Linked DNA regions of Sus scrofa: all the other regions are linked to region 1. A link is a contact called in public HiChIP or PLAC-seq data. All regions are on one chromosome and are shown on one strand. Each heading gives the region's core, a stretch centred on a gene start, on an enhancer-like site or on the middle of the called end of the contact. The rest is flanking DNA. Distances are from core to core; before and after follow the strand shown. Region 1 has its middle 320 kb from the start of RNLS. Region 2 has its middle 98 kb from the start of PTEN. Region 3 overlaps RNLS (renalase).

Region 1 (4,606 bases), core at 1,114-3,613:
CTACGCTCTTTACTTCCGACACCCTAAACATAAAATGGGGTGGGAGGAGAGGGGAAGGAACAGGAAGAGAAAAAAAATGGAATTTAGATAAACGTAATAAATCTGTTATATTACCTACATTACACATTGGATGTGTTTAAAGAAAAAACCCTCGATTCAGAGCAATTGCAGCAAATCACACATCCCTGATTATATGGCAGTATTCCTGGTGGGAAAGCCAGAAGTAGTGAAGGATGGATTTTAGCATGTACTATGCGTTTATTTATGGTGCAGCACATCATCAAACAACACTTCACAGGCTCTAAGCTGGCAAACCAGAGGGCTTTGAAGAGAAATAATGAGCTGAGAGGTTCATGACATGCTATTAAAAAGTTTGTGATTGGATTTGGAAAATCAGATAGGTCTCCACGGAAAGGGACCATTTCTGAGCCATCGCACTTAGAATATTTTTGAACTCCAGAGCAGATATTTATGAGAAGGGAGAGTTGTTTTTGTCTCCAATCCAGGTTCTGGCTCTCATGTCCAGCCGGGAAGCTGCTTTGCACCACAGACCTGAAGTTCTGGAATATCCATGATGTCACCTTTTTCTACTGATCGGCTACCGCTGCACAGAGGCATGCTATTAGCTCTGTGATGTTTTAGCTTAATTCTCCCATATGTGGGTTGTACTTCCAGCCAAAACAAAGTCAGCAGGGGATTTTGCAGCCACCGCATTGCTCAAGGTGCTGCCGGCTCAGTGAGATCGGGGAGATCAGATCAGGATTCATGATGAACAAAAAGATGAAAAGAAAGAATAGACACCAGGGGAGTGAGATTTCAGGTTGCCTGGTGTGTGATTTCCAAATCAAACCTTTATTTTTCCAATCAGTGATTTGATGTTCTGGGTTTCACCTTTGAGGTTTTCTGTGATTTTCTGGCAGACATGATGGTTGAAAGCACCCTGTTCTGAGTGGATGGAATCCCTCTCATTAAATTAGAAAGGAGACATTTTAGGATATGAGCTCATGAAAGAGAGATTTTGAAATGGAAAAAAAAAAAAAAAAGTACACACATACACAGTAACACATAACTAGGCCAGCACAGGATGCATTTGTGGTTAAGCCATTTTTCCCATTGCAGATGACACTTTAACGCTTTGAATCCCAGAGTCCTTCTGCACACACCCAGCAGGAAAAGAAGTCTCTGCAGCTGCCTCTCTGAAGCCAGGCTGTACCACAGGTGGAAGGAAGAAGATCTAGCCCACACAGAGTCACCAAACCCTTCAATTTGAAATCACTCTGGGACTCCTTCTCCTCTCCCCGCCAGTGCCAGCCATGTCATGGCGTAAACACATAACCCTTGCTCCCAGAAGATCTTTTGAATAGAACAAAACATGGGACAGAGCAATAAAGACTCCTTGTGGTCCTTAGGGACAAAAAGGGGGTGTGGGGTGGCTAATCAAAAGCAAATAACCGTTGTTTCTTCTCCAGCTTTTTCCACTCAAGTCACAAGGATGATAGTACATTTTCAAGCCTACTCCAACCAGTCTGAAATGTGCAAGTATTTGCTTCGAATGGGCAAAGTTGTTGTTGTTGTTGTTGTTTTTTCTTCTTTTTTCTTTCACTGTGGGAAAATGCACTTATTTTCAGTCACCCCTGACATCTGACCACTCGACTGATCACGAGGACACTGTGGTAAACCACAGCTCAACTTGAAATTATCTCTTTCAGGCATGGTTCCTGTATTTTGGATGGCACCATCCTTGGCTGTCCAGTTTCGGCTCCCCTCCATGGGAGTTCCATTTTCACTTTCCTCTGTCTCCTCAAAGTGAGAGGTCTTGCTCTCAAGTCTGTCCATTGGGCTTGTCCTCAAAATAAGCTGAATACAAAAAAATGACGCCAGTGCTCCCAGCCAAGATCCCCAAAGCAACCCATTTATACATTGTGTTCTTTTTAAAGGGGGAAGGCACACAGAAAACATGAAGACTTTAAACATCCTGGAGAGAAGGAAAAAAAAAAATTCTCCTGATTAATATTAGGATGATCCAGCAGGGTTTATACATATTCCTTCTGTTTGAATCATCTTGGTTTTTGTAGCTGTTTTACACCTCCAGGATCCTGCCATCTGCCCACTCTAAAGAAATGCAGCAAAGCATTCCAAAAACAATGGCTGGAAGGAAATAATTTTGAACAAACTCAAGAGACCGACTTTTTTGCACCCTTCTGGTTCCTGCTACACTCCCTGGAGGAAAGACAGTGGGGGAGAGGGGGTGCCCTGCGGTTCATGTGGTGGGGGTTCACCTCCTAAGAACCCCCGTCTGGAGCCCTGTCCTGCCATCAGGCTGACAAGAGAGAACTTCGTGTACAGATCTGGCTGCCCTCTTGGCTGAGGAAGCAGGAGGAGGAGGGGTGGGCGGCTCCCTGGGCAGTTCTGTCCTACTCAGATCTGGTGTGTGTCACTGGAATATAGGTCAGCCTTTGCTGGACAACTCGAAGCAGGCTGGAAGCATGGGCCCCGCACCGAGCCTGGTCCCCCTCACTCTCTTCCTGCCTGAGACAAGAGTTAACAGGCCCAAGGAACACAAAGAGGCCATCAGGACCGACGAAAGCGGTCTTCCCTTTGGCTCACAAAAGCCTGGGAAATCTAAAGCTTAGCAAAGGCTTTATCAGTCCTGGGGTTGGGCCAAGGAGCAGGCTGAAGTTCAGCTGGCCAGGCCCAGCGCAGCTGCTGGCTGTTCACGCTTCCCACAGGGACTTTTCCTCAGCCCCCGATTTAGACAGTGAAGGGGATGGGTAGTGTGCATGTCGCTGCCGAGGGTGATTGGAAAAACAAAATGACTTTCAATTACCGAGCAGTTCAGGTGGAGGCAGTGAATGTAGAAAAGGTTTTCTTTCCAGCAGCAAAATGAGGTGTCAGTGAAAAAGCTGCTGGCCTTGCGGAGAGGTTATTGCTTGAAAGGAATATTGGCAAATGCTTTCGGCTGAACGTTTAGGCTTGGTTGCTTGCCTTTCCCCCCACAGTTCATAGAGGGATAAAGATATTACATGAATTGGATTTTTCTTGTGAATTAAAACATCGATGTCCTGATTTTGGGTAACAAGCGTTGCAGAGTTAGTGCTGAGCAGGCAGAAAGGAGGGATGGGACTAATGCTCTGCCTTCAGGGCAAGGCAAAAAGAGGTTCACAAAAGAGCGTGATTCCACTGATTGTTCAAGGTCACCAGACTGTGCATGCTCGACGTGGAACTCAAGACTCCCAAATCCCAGTGTCTGATTAATTGTCCCTTGACTAAAACAATGAATATAAAATGGATTAGCAAAAGGTGTTGCTCCAGGCCAAAAAGTTCAGAAAGCAAACAGAACTTCAAGGAAAGTAGGATTTTCTTTAATTAGGCTGACATTGAATGCCTCAGTAGTAATGCCTTGGTAATGTGAAATTGCCTTTTGCGCAGTATGTATATGTGTAATTTTTTTTTTTTTTCAGTCGTGCCAGTTAAAGGGTACTGAGTATCACTGTGCTGTGTTCCTGTTTTCCCCACATCATGTGATTTACCCCTCACAGGAACCTGGCGGGTCATGTATCGTCACCACTATGTTACTGATGGGGCTGAAACTGATTCAAGTTTTGCTTGATGTGTAAGTGGTAGAACTTGGATGCAAATCTAGGTTTCTAACTTCCATTTTCAGAACCACTTAACAGCCTCTTTTAAATAGCATCTTATTTTGTGTATTCATATCTGGGTTGACTGTTGTAAAGTGTTAAGTTCCTGGATGAGGAAAACTATGAGCTGAAACAGAGGTTCTTTGAATTACCTACTTGCAATATTTTGCCTAACTATGAAAGTAGTGGGGTTGGTCATGAAATACTACCATCCTTTTTAATGAAATAGTGTATATGTTTATAGAAAAAGAAAACTCTGTGAGAAAGACAATATATATATATATATATATACCTCAATATTTGAAATACATTGAGATGTCCAGGCATAAAAATAGTTGTTATGAGATGAAAATATTGGCTTGTATAGCTGGAAAATTAATGATACTAGCTCTTCTCATGTGATTTGATACTAAGTAGCACACAGGTGATTCAGTATGCAGTTGTCACTGCAGCGGCTCAGGTTGCTGCTATAACTCAGGTTCAATCCCTAGCCCAGGAAATTCCACAGGCTTGGGCAGTGCAGGAAAAAAAAAAAAAAAAAAAAAAAAAACAGAGGAAAAAGATATAGTATCTTTTCTCTATTTTTTATCTTTCTTTTTGAAAAAAGGAAAGATATGGAAGTAGGAAAAATAAGTTAAAAGTGCTAGTAATAATAAAGGTGAAAAATGGATTGCACACCCCCCTCGGGAATCTTATGGCCCAGAAGTGGAGGCAGACGTGTGATATTATATGATATAAAAAAAAAGTATGATAGATGAAAAAATAGGAACATGTGCAAGGCCCAAAAGTAGGATATAAGGAAGTAGTTCCCATTGTGGTGCAGAGGAAACAAATCCAACTAGTATCCATGAGGATGTGGGTTCAATCCCTGGCCTCACTCAGTGGGCCGGTGATCCAGTGATGCCATGAGCAGTGTTGTAGGACACAGAAGCGGCTCAAACCCTGTGTTCCTGTGACTGTGGTGTAGC
Region 2 (4,606 bases), core at 1,167-3,666, 250 kb after region 1:
AAAGGGAAATTTTACCATATGCCTAACCCTTTACCAAAGACTAAAACTTATTTTCCTTTTCAAACATTCATTTAATATATAGCAATAATAATAACAAACCCACGAATCGTGATGGCTGTACACAGGAAAAAAAGTATTAGATAGCTAATTACTTAAAGAACATTTGTAGTTCCCTTGTTGAGGATAACTATGTAAAATGTTAGACTTTCCTGACAAAGATATCTTCATGGAAATACCAAATAAACCTAAGAAGTTTGTTAATTTTCACATCGGTGCAATTTATTTTATTTTTATTTTTTTGTCTTTTTGCCTTTTCTAGGGCCGCTCCTGAGGCCTATGAAGGTTCCCAGGCTAGGGGTCGAATCAGAGCTGTAGCTGCCGGCCTATGCCAGAGCCACAGCAACACGGGATCTGAGCCGCGTCTGTGACCTACACCACAGCTCATGGCAACGCCGGATCCTTAACACACTGAGCAAGGCCAGGGATTGAACCCAAAACCTCATGGTTCCTAGTTGGATTCGTTAACCACTGCGCCACGACGGGAACTCCACATCTGTGCAATTTAAATACATTTTTCTTCCTTATAGACAACAAGGATTAGAATACCAGGAAATCTCTAATTTCAAAAACATGATTATAATTAGAAAAGGAAGAATAAACATAAGCATAAATAGTATTATCACAGTGAATGTTCTTAGATATTTTAGTGTTTCACAATATCTTCAGGTCACATTTACATATACATATAAATAGAAAAATATAACTAAATTTACCCAAAATTTAAATTCAGATATCTCAAGAAGAGTAAACATCACAGTAAAAACGTGGCTTATATCCTTGAAAATTAGGTTGGAGGTTTACTTATCAATGTTTAAAAGAGAAATTCACAATACTATTGGAATGTAGGGACTTTTGAATTCCAATGAGGTAGGTTCAGGAGATATTCCCAGTATGTGAAGTTTAACCCTTAGGCCAAGATCAATGGATATATGCAGTATTGTTTTTTCAAAATTTACTTGACATTCTTTTCTCATATCGGGGAAACCCATTCAGATACCTCAAATTCTTCTAAAGCCAAGTAAAATGTATTTTTTAAAAAAAGCCTTAGACTCAGGTAAAAACAATGAAAAACTGCCAAGGAAATGTCTTTAAAAACACCTTTTAAAATCCTATTTTTTTAAAAAGAAAAGCTAATAGCATTTTCTTTCAGCATTTTATGTCCAATTATATGTATCATTGCAAATTTCTACCATATCAAATTAATTTAAATATGCCATTTTTCCTCAATCACAAAGTTAAACTTCTTGGATCTCGAAAAGGGATAGAAGCGGGGGCGGGGGGGGGGTCCCTCTTTGTGAAAAAACATCTTTTACCTTTAGATATTTACAAATTTCCAGAGGTTTTTGCTTATGTGTTAAGAATATATAGCACTAGGCCATAAATTTCAATTTTGCTTTTTGTGTAACTGAAAATTTACAACTTGTTTCCCATTAATATATCATAAGTGACATTTCCTTTTAGCTTTACAGAAGTATTTAAGGCCATAACAGAACTTTTAACTTCTACTGGAAAGTGATAGCAAATATTTCTAAAATGCACACACACATTTAGTAAGATCGTAAAAAGAATTTTAAATGAACTCAACTGAGAATAGAGAGAAATGGATTGTTTACATAAATTTTGCCAAACCAATTTAGAAAACAAAATAACTCAGAACATTATGACTATTTTGAGTGGTAGTCTTTATAAAAATTCTCCCTAGATATACCAAATAATAATCTTAAAAACTTAGAATGTAGTTGTACAAGGCCAGAATAAATTTTTACAGAGGATGAGTGCATCTTGTTGATTAAAAGCATGAAAAATTCTAACTACTATTTCAGGGCTCTGTTAAATTCTCAGCTTCCCGGTGAGACCTATTCTGGACTTAACCTATTCAATGCTGCAATCTCTCTATTTCTGCATACCTGGTCTTCTTTACCGACTCCACATTTTCCCCACACAGCACTTATTAACTTATATATGGTATGTTTATTATCCCTCGTTAGAATGTAAGATCCATGAAGATGGGCATCTATTGTTCATCCATTTGTATCCCAAGTACCTAGAACAGTGCTTGACTCATATTAAGTGTTCAGTAACTATTGGGTGACTCACAATTCAGTTTTATTGCATCATGTTTTAAAGTGTCACTTTGCGTTTTGCTTCATTCTCAACTTCCTCTTCCTTGCTCAAGAAAGCCTTCCCTGACCCTTCCAAAGCATTAGTCATAATATAATTAATTACGCTACGGTAAAAAATTGTCCCCAAATCTCAGTGTAAATTAATATCTTGTTTCTTGCTTATGTTAATATCGAACACATTTGATGTTGGAGAATTTGAGGAAGTTCTGCTTCATAGAGTACTTCAAGATCCAGGCTGACAGAGTTGCACCATTTGGAACATGTCATGTCCTCGGTCACTGTAGTAGAGAGAAGCTGAAAGATTGTACAATGGATTTTATTTTCAATGTCGTTCCTTGGAAGTGTCACATCACTTTCACTCCTATTTCATTGGAACAAACTAGTTACAGTGGCCCATCTAACCTCAAGGGGGTGGAATTTAGCAGAGCATATGGAATATTTAGTTATCATAATATCACATATAATTATTTTAATGAAGTCTATTTCCTCTACCAGAGTGGAAACTCCTCAAAAGCAAGAGAGGGTGTCGTTTTGATCTCTAATATATTCCAAACATCTGTTATATAAAGCAGGGATGTGATAAATAATTGTCAAAGTTTAAAATCAGTTATTAAAAATAATTAACTTCTTTAATTTTTTAAGGAAGAAATACTCTCCATAGGAAAGCATTTCTATTTTTTACGTCCATCAGTAGCCAAATGGTATGTGATATAAACATTTCCAATATATCAACTTTGGTTAAATGTGCAACTTAGAAAATAACCCATTAATGCACACAGCAAGATGCTACCAACAAATTCATTAATATGCAAGATTCATTACTGTAGTCAAAGGTCATCCAGGGCTAACATTATTTTCATTATAATGAGTTATAATACTCCACTGAGAACTGTTTGCCTAAATTCAGCTATTTAATCTCTATAATTGGAGTCTAGCACTTTCAAACATCTAATTCACCCACACACCCACAACCTCCCTACACACACAGATGTGTGTGCACACACTTATAAACGGCCCATTAGGGCATTACAATGGAAAAAGAAAATAGAAACTGAAAGGGCATTTGTAAATGTGGGATATCATTTAGACAACTATAGAGAGTAAGCAGAAAATCCTAAAAATATACATAAAACAAAAGCTAGAGTTTGATAAGCTACAGAAACCAGTTTGAAGAATTTTACTACAGTAAACAGATTTGACAAAACTGAAACACTAGAGCCAGAACTACAAGCCTTACTTCACTCCAACACAAACAAAATCTCTAACCATTTTAAGCACAGTGAGAATCCACATGCAACAAAGGTGATATAAATTTTAATTAAAAAATGAAAAATATAAATCCTTCTTAAACACTTCATTAAAAAATATGCAGCTTTATTTTAAAATGTGGTAATGCTCAAAGATGGCAGTTGACTTCACTCATATAGGTAAAAATGTTCTTAAAATATCAATACATTTGTTTATATGTACTGTCCTCCAATTTTTTTTTCCAATTCTCAAGTAACTGTCAAGAGTTGTAGGTTCTAAGCACACCATTATACTATACATGATTAAGTTCCAGAGCCAAAGGCAAACCATTCATGAAATAGTTTTTTGATGTAAGTCTCATGAGTACACAGATTTAAAGTGATAAACCAGCAGTAGCTTTTTTTCTTTTTTGCAAGTGTTAAACTAATTCGCTTTAAATTGAGCCACTGTTCGGGAATCCTAAAAAGTGAAAAGCTCATCCTTTTCCAACCTATAAGGGGAAACAGAAAGGTGATGATAAAATTAACCACCAACATAGTGTTTAACACATTCTGCTTAACACATAACTCCAAAATGCAAATGTTTGAAATGGTTTTTGAAGAGAAACAGCTACGTTAAGCCTGTCTATACTAAATGAATGTAACTGTTCTATTTACTTAGACATGTACCATTCTGACGCCAACAATATTTAAATGTCCATGATTGATCCACTGATTTGGAAAGGGCTCTTAATAGCTGCACATAGTCTGCACCTGTAGCATTAGAATCCAACCACTGTTCATTTTCTGATATAATTTAACATTCTACAAATCCATGATGGAAGTACTAAGCTTAAAGGCTTTGAGAGGATGCACAGTACAGAATTCATTTCTTAAAGAAAACATACACATGAATATTCAAACAAAATATGTGTATAATCACTAGAGTATTAATAATGGCTATGTTTCCAGGTAGTGGGATTATGAATGATGATTTCTTGTTGTTGCTGTGGAAAAGTATTCTCAAAATAGCTAACTTAAGAACCAAAGGTTATCACCACCAAGGAAACTATTTTGTTCTTCACTGACTTCACATTACAAACGTTTAAAGCTACCAACAAATATAAATTTGTCAGAGTGGCTACATACACTCTGATATACTCGTAAGGAAGATCTTTTAAAAGCTGGAAAAATAGC
Region 3 (4,606 bases), core at 1,535-4,034, 130 kb before region 1:
AGTGGTTAGAGTGGGTGAGTTCTATGCAGAGTGTCGCAAAGTAAACTGGGGCCAGATCCTACCAAGGCTTTTGAGTTATATTCTCAGGGCAGATTTTAAGCAGGGAACTGACATGGTTCAGAGAATAGATTCGAAGGGAAGGGGACCTGAGTTGGAGAAGATGGAGTACAAGAAATTAGAGAAATCAAGAAGGAAGCTATTGCAATAGTCTGGGAGGAAAAAATTGTAACTGTAGAGAGGGGTAGAAGTGGCCTGGTTCAAGATGCCTTTTGTGAATTGAATCTATGTTGATAAATTAGGTATGGGAGAAAGTAAAGACAAAGATGCCATTCAGGTTTTTAGCTTGAGAAATTGGTGAATGTTGATGCTATTAACTAGGTCTGAAAAAAGAATGAATTTCTTCTTTGTTGTTGTTCTTGGGTTTTGTTTTTTTGTCTTTTTTAGGACTCTATGTGCTGCATATGGAAATTCCAAGGTTAGGGGTCCAATCAGAGCTGCAACAGCCAGCTTATACCACAGCCATAGTAATGCAAGATCTGAGCCGCAATGTCAGATCCTTAACCCACTGGGCAAGGCCAGGAATTGAACTTGCATCCTCAGGGACACAAGGTTAGTTTCTTAACCTGCTGAGCCACAGTGGAAACTCCAGGAATGGCTTTCAAAGAAAGAGGTGGAAATAGTTAGGTACCCGACTTCTACATGACAAGTGTAAGAAGTCAGTGATATACTTCATTGAAATGGATTCAGAACTGCCCTCTGAGCTCTCACCTGTACCACTACTATCTCCTCTTCCAAACACCCACATTCCCTATGTCTGTGTTTTCGAGGTCTGAGGTCATGAAAGGCAGAGAGCCACACACACACCTCTATTTGCCCTTCCCACTAAACTATAGGCTGATGTAGTTTCTGATTCTCTTTTCTGCGTTCAGAGCATCTACTACTGTCTGTCCTGCAGGACAACTTCAAATCATTTCCCCAACACCTGTGTGGCATTAGAAGTATTGGATTTGTGGCCAGAAAATCTCTGCTATTTTTCTTAGTAGCTGAGTGACCTGGAGCATGCTATTTAATTTCTGGGAGCCCTGCTGGTCTTTGAAAATATCAATGATTACATGTAAAAGCACTTTGTAAAGTGTAAGCAGTTCCATAAATAGGTGTTGTTATTCATTTTCTCATTTTAATATCAGACATCACCTCTGCTACAAATAATCTGCCGTTCAGTTTGTCCTATTCTCTCCCTTTCCTTCTTGCCTGCTTCTTCGGTCTCTAGTCCCTTCTGCCACATAAATTTGCTTTCCTGAAAAAGCTGGTTATTTGGAGACATCATCACCAGCCAATCAGAGCTCACCATTCCTTCTGGCTGGTAAGCCAATCAGATGTAACCTCCAGGTCTCTTTTCAGTGTTGCTAGGGCTTCAGGTCTACTTCTAAAAGCTGACTTGCTTGCTTTCTGGTAGTTCTCATTCTCTCTCTCTCTCCTCTCTCATTCTCTCTCCTTCTCCTTCTCTCCCTCCCCCACTCCCCCCTTCTCCCCCTCCTCCTTCCTGTCCTTCCTCTGCATCCCTCTCTCCACTCCTCATTCAGGGTTTGGAGCAATTCCAAATACTTAAGCCTTCCGGAAGTTTGGGTTATGGATAAGCAAGGTTTGACAGTGTTTTTTCCCTTGAGAAATAGAGAACAACTATTCCGTGTTCAATATCATAGCAAGTATTTCAGCAGCTTAATATCCCTTGGCTACATACAATTTAATTTTTTTTATGGGAGTTTTGTTTTTTGTTTTGTTTTGGGTTTTTTTTGGTGTACAAATCGACCTTAATTCAGATAGACCAGAACATAAACTGGTATTAAATTTGGGAATAAAACATCCTATCACTTGAGCCTCATTGGGCTTCACAAAATAACATTCAGAATATTTTAGAGCTCTTCCAGTTTTTAATTGATGACAGAAGATGGTAAACACATTGCTCCTGTTTCTTTGACTTTCAGTGCTGGGATTTTTGAAAATAACCACTAAGGATAGCAGTGATTTGGGAACTAATACCTAATGGCTAAGTGGGTGTCCTCTCACTCACTTCCTGTTTATCTTTGGAAACTAATTAACATGGGAATAATAGCTAGAAACCCTCCCTGTTTAGAAGACCCACTGGTCCATCTTTAAATGCTATAGAGCTGGAATGTTTAAAAAGATTCCCTTAACACAGAACAGCTCTGCTTTCCAAAACCCTAAAGACGTTTGATAAGGAAAAATAACTAAGAACTGATGTCTTTCTCATAACCTTTGCTACCTACTTAAAAACTGAAACAGTACAAGAATTTGCAGCTTAAAATGACCAGAGAAATGGCAGAAAGCCAGAATTCTGTCAGAGATGGCTTAGAAAAGCTTAATGATTAACAAATGGGTCACTGCCTTCAGGCTCTGACCTTTAGAACTAACCAGTTTTAGCCTTTTGGTTAGGTTCCTTCAAATCATTCTGTACCAGGGAAAAACACACTCCCTAATGGCACAGTACCACCCATCCAAAAAGGAATTCTTAGGCCAAAAAGGAATTCTTAGGCAGCCCACGTATTTGGTGAATAGATGTTCTGATACCATGTAGTTGGTCCTAAACACAGTATTAACAACTGTTAAATCATATATTTTTTGGTTAGAGTTTAGGGAAGGCCCTAAGCACTACTGCATATCCTGCAGGTGAAATGTACGAAATTCGGTTAACATGGTAACGGCTCTAAAAATACCTAGGCTACAGTTTAACCACAGAGTTTCCTCCTCAACGTAAAAGAGCCACCGTCACGAGCTGTTCGAAAGTGCAACAAAAGCAATCTCTATCGGACTTTGTGCAAGCAGGCTATTAAATCAGGCCTAGCAATGACAATCTGCAGCCACCCTGCATCAAAGTAATAATTAAAGTTTTGCAGACCAGAACAGCAGAGCACAACCCTGCTAAGAAAAATATAAAATTGATAAGGCTTTTCTTTTCTCCTCCAACCTGTTTTCTCTCTCACTCACCCCACCCCCACCTCCAGGTGGACTAAGCAGGGCGTGGCAGGGGTGCTGAGACAAAGAGTCACCACACTGTGACCGCAGGGCCCCACCCGAAGGAAAGCCTGGGGCAGAGGGACTCAAAGGGACAATGGGCCGGGTGCCACAGTTTTCCTGCTGCTTCTGCACCAGGCTCCCACACTGGGTGCAGAGGAGGCAGAATCACTCACATGGTGGTTCCTGTCTGGGCTCTTCACTTGGCAAAGACATGGTGGATGGGGTCAGCCTTTCTCTTGGAAGCCTTTGCAGTTAGAGTTGGAAATACAGTCAGCTCTTTTGAATTCTGAGGGTTGTTGGCTGTGCAGGGCATGAGGTTTCTTACTATATTCTGTCATGTCTAGGGTGCCTGATGTAATAAAAAAAAATACCTGGCACCCAGTTACATTTGAATTTCAGATAAACAATAATTTATTGAGCATAAGTATGTCCCATGCAATATTTGGGATATACCTACACTAAAAAAAAAAGTATTTACCCGAAATTCAAATTTATCTGGATGTCCTGTATTTTATCTGGCAGCTCTAGTAAAGTCCTTTCATTTTATTTTGTTTTTGTCTTTGTTTTTTGTTTCTCAGTAGTCTCCCTATCCTCCAATACCCAATCAATAAGATGGCTCTTGTTTGTTTGGAGTTTTTTTCACTTTGATTGGTTTTGTTGTTTAGTTTTGCTATGTTTTTAAGCTGTAGATCAATTTAGAAAGGCTAAGGAAAATGAACTAGCATTTACTGAGCTCATTCTTATGCCAAGCCTTGTATTAGGTACTTTTGATGCACATTTTTGTTTTATTTTGTTTGCTTTATTTTTCCCAATTCCTCACCTCATTCCTGACTGGTAAACTACCCATAATCTACATTTTACAAAAGAGGATACGGATGATCAGAGAGGTTGAGTCGCAACGTCACACAACTAACAAGTAGCAAAGCTTAGGATAAGCCAAGTGAGTATGACCCCAACTGGCTTTCTCAAACACTTAAGTATATCTGCATTAGTCATATTTAAATGTAGTGTTTAATTTCTGCATATACATAACATTAGGGTTTTTTTCCTTAACAAACCTCTACCAATAGCACAGATTCTTTAAGAAGTGAAAAGCTCTAATTGCTAGCTGAACTGGGAATTATTCTCCATCAAATCCTTCTAAATAATAAACTATTTTATTGATTTTTTTCCTGTTATTGGACCTCCAGCCCATTTCTGACTGCTCTCTACTAGAGCTATTCTAAGGACTTTCCATATATTAATTAATTGAATACTTAAATTATTTCTATGATATAGTGATACTGTAGTTATAACCTTTATTTTACAGACGAGGAAACTGAGGTGTAGAGAGTTTAAGTAACTTTCCCAAGGTCACACAGCCTAGGTTTTGCTGTCAGGAACACAGATTTAAATCATAGTTCATTTATTTATTAGTGTATGGCCTTAGGCAAGGCTCCATACCAAAAATTGGGAATAATAGTGCCTCTCTCACAGAGAAGAAATTTTGTACGTAGTAAGCACTCAACATGCATGAGTTTATAAAATGACTCTGAGAATTATCTTTACCTGGACCTTGTGAAAAGGATCG

Evidence for each region. HiChIP or PLAC-seq counts read pairs in DNA pulled down with a chosen protein or histone mark.
Region 2: an H3K27ac HiChIP or PLAC-seq map of alveolar macrophages shows a contact between it and region 1. The contact joins two enhancer-like sites. A contact is called at or near these places in 2 of 2 datasets of contacts at active chromatin or transcription factors (alveolar macrophages and skeletal muscle).
Region 3: a contact with region 1 is called in an H3K27ac HiChIP or PLAC-seq map of skeletal muscle. The contact joins two enhancer-like sites. A contact is called at or near these places in 1 of 5 promoter capture datasets (liver), 4 of 47 Hi-C or Micro-C datasets (embryonic fibroblasts, heart right ventricle, liver and 1 more) and 2 of 2 datasets of contacts at active chromatin or transcription factors (alveolar macrophages and skeletal muscle).

Annotation. Positions count from the first base shown.
Region 1 is chr14:100,279,463-100,284,068 of Sscrofa11.1, reverse strand. No RefSeq gene overlaps it. Among named protein-coding and RNA genes, the nearest start is that of RNLS, 320 kb to the left of the region's middle. Within about 2 kb of position 2,363, at least 48 of the 83 cell types and tissues checked have an H3K27ac peak or open chromatin away from gene starts, as enhancers often do. A contact at or near this core is called in alveolar macrophages, liver and skeletal muscle, where this site is marked.
Region 2 is chr14:100,026,006-100,030,611 of Sscrofa11.1, reverse strand. No RefSeq gene overlaps it. Among named protein-coding and RNA genes, the nearest start is that of PTEN, 98 kb to the right of the region's middle. Within about 2 kb of position 2,416, at least 5 of the 83 cell types and tissues checked have an H3K27ac peak or open chromatin away from gene starts, as enhancers often do. A contact at or near this core is called in alveolar macrophages, where this site is marked.
Region 3 is chr14:100,410,394-100,414,999 of Sscrofa11.1, reverse strand. The region is part of intron 4 of RNLS (renalase); the gene reads left to right. Among named protein-coding and RNA genes, the nearest start is that of RNLS, 190 kb to the left of the region's middle. Within about 2 kb of position 2,784, at least 43 of the 83 cell types and tissues checked have an H3K27ac peak or open chromatin away from gene starts, as enhancers often do. A contact at or near this core is called in liver and skeletal muscle, where this site is marked.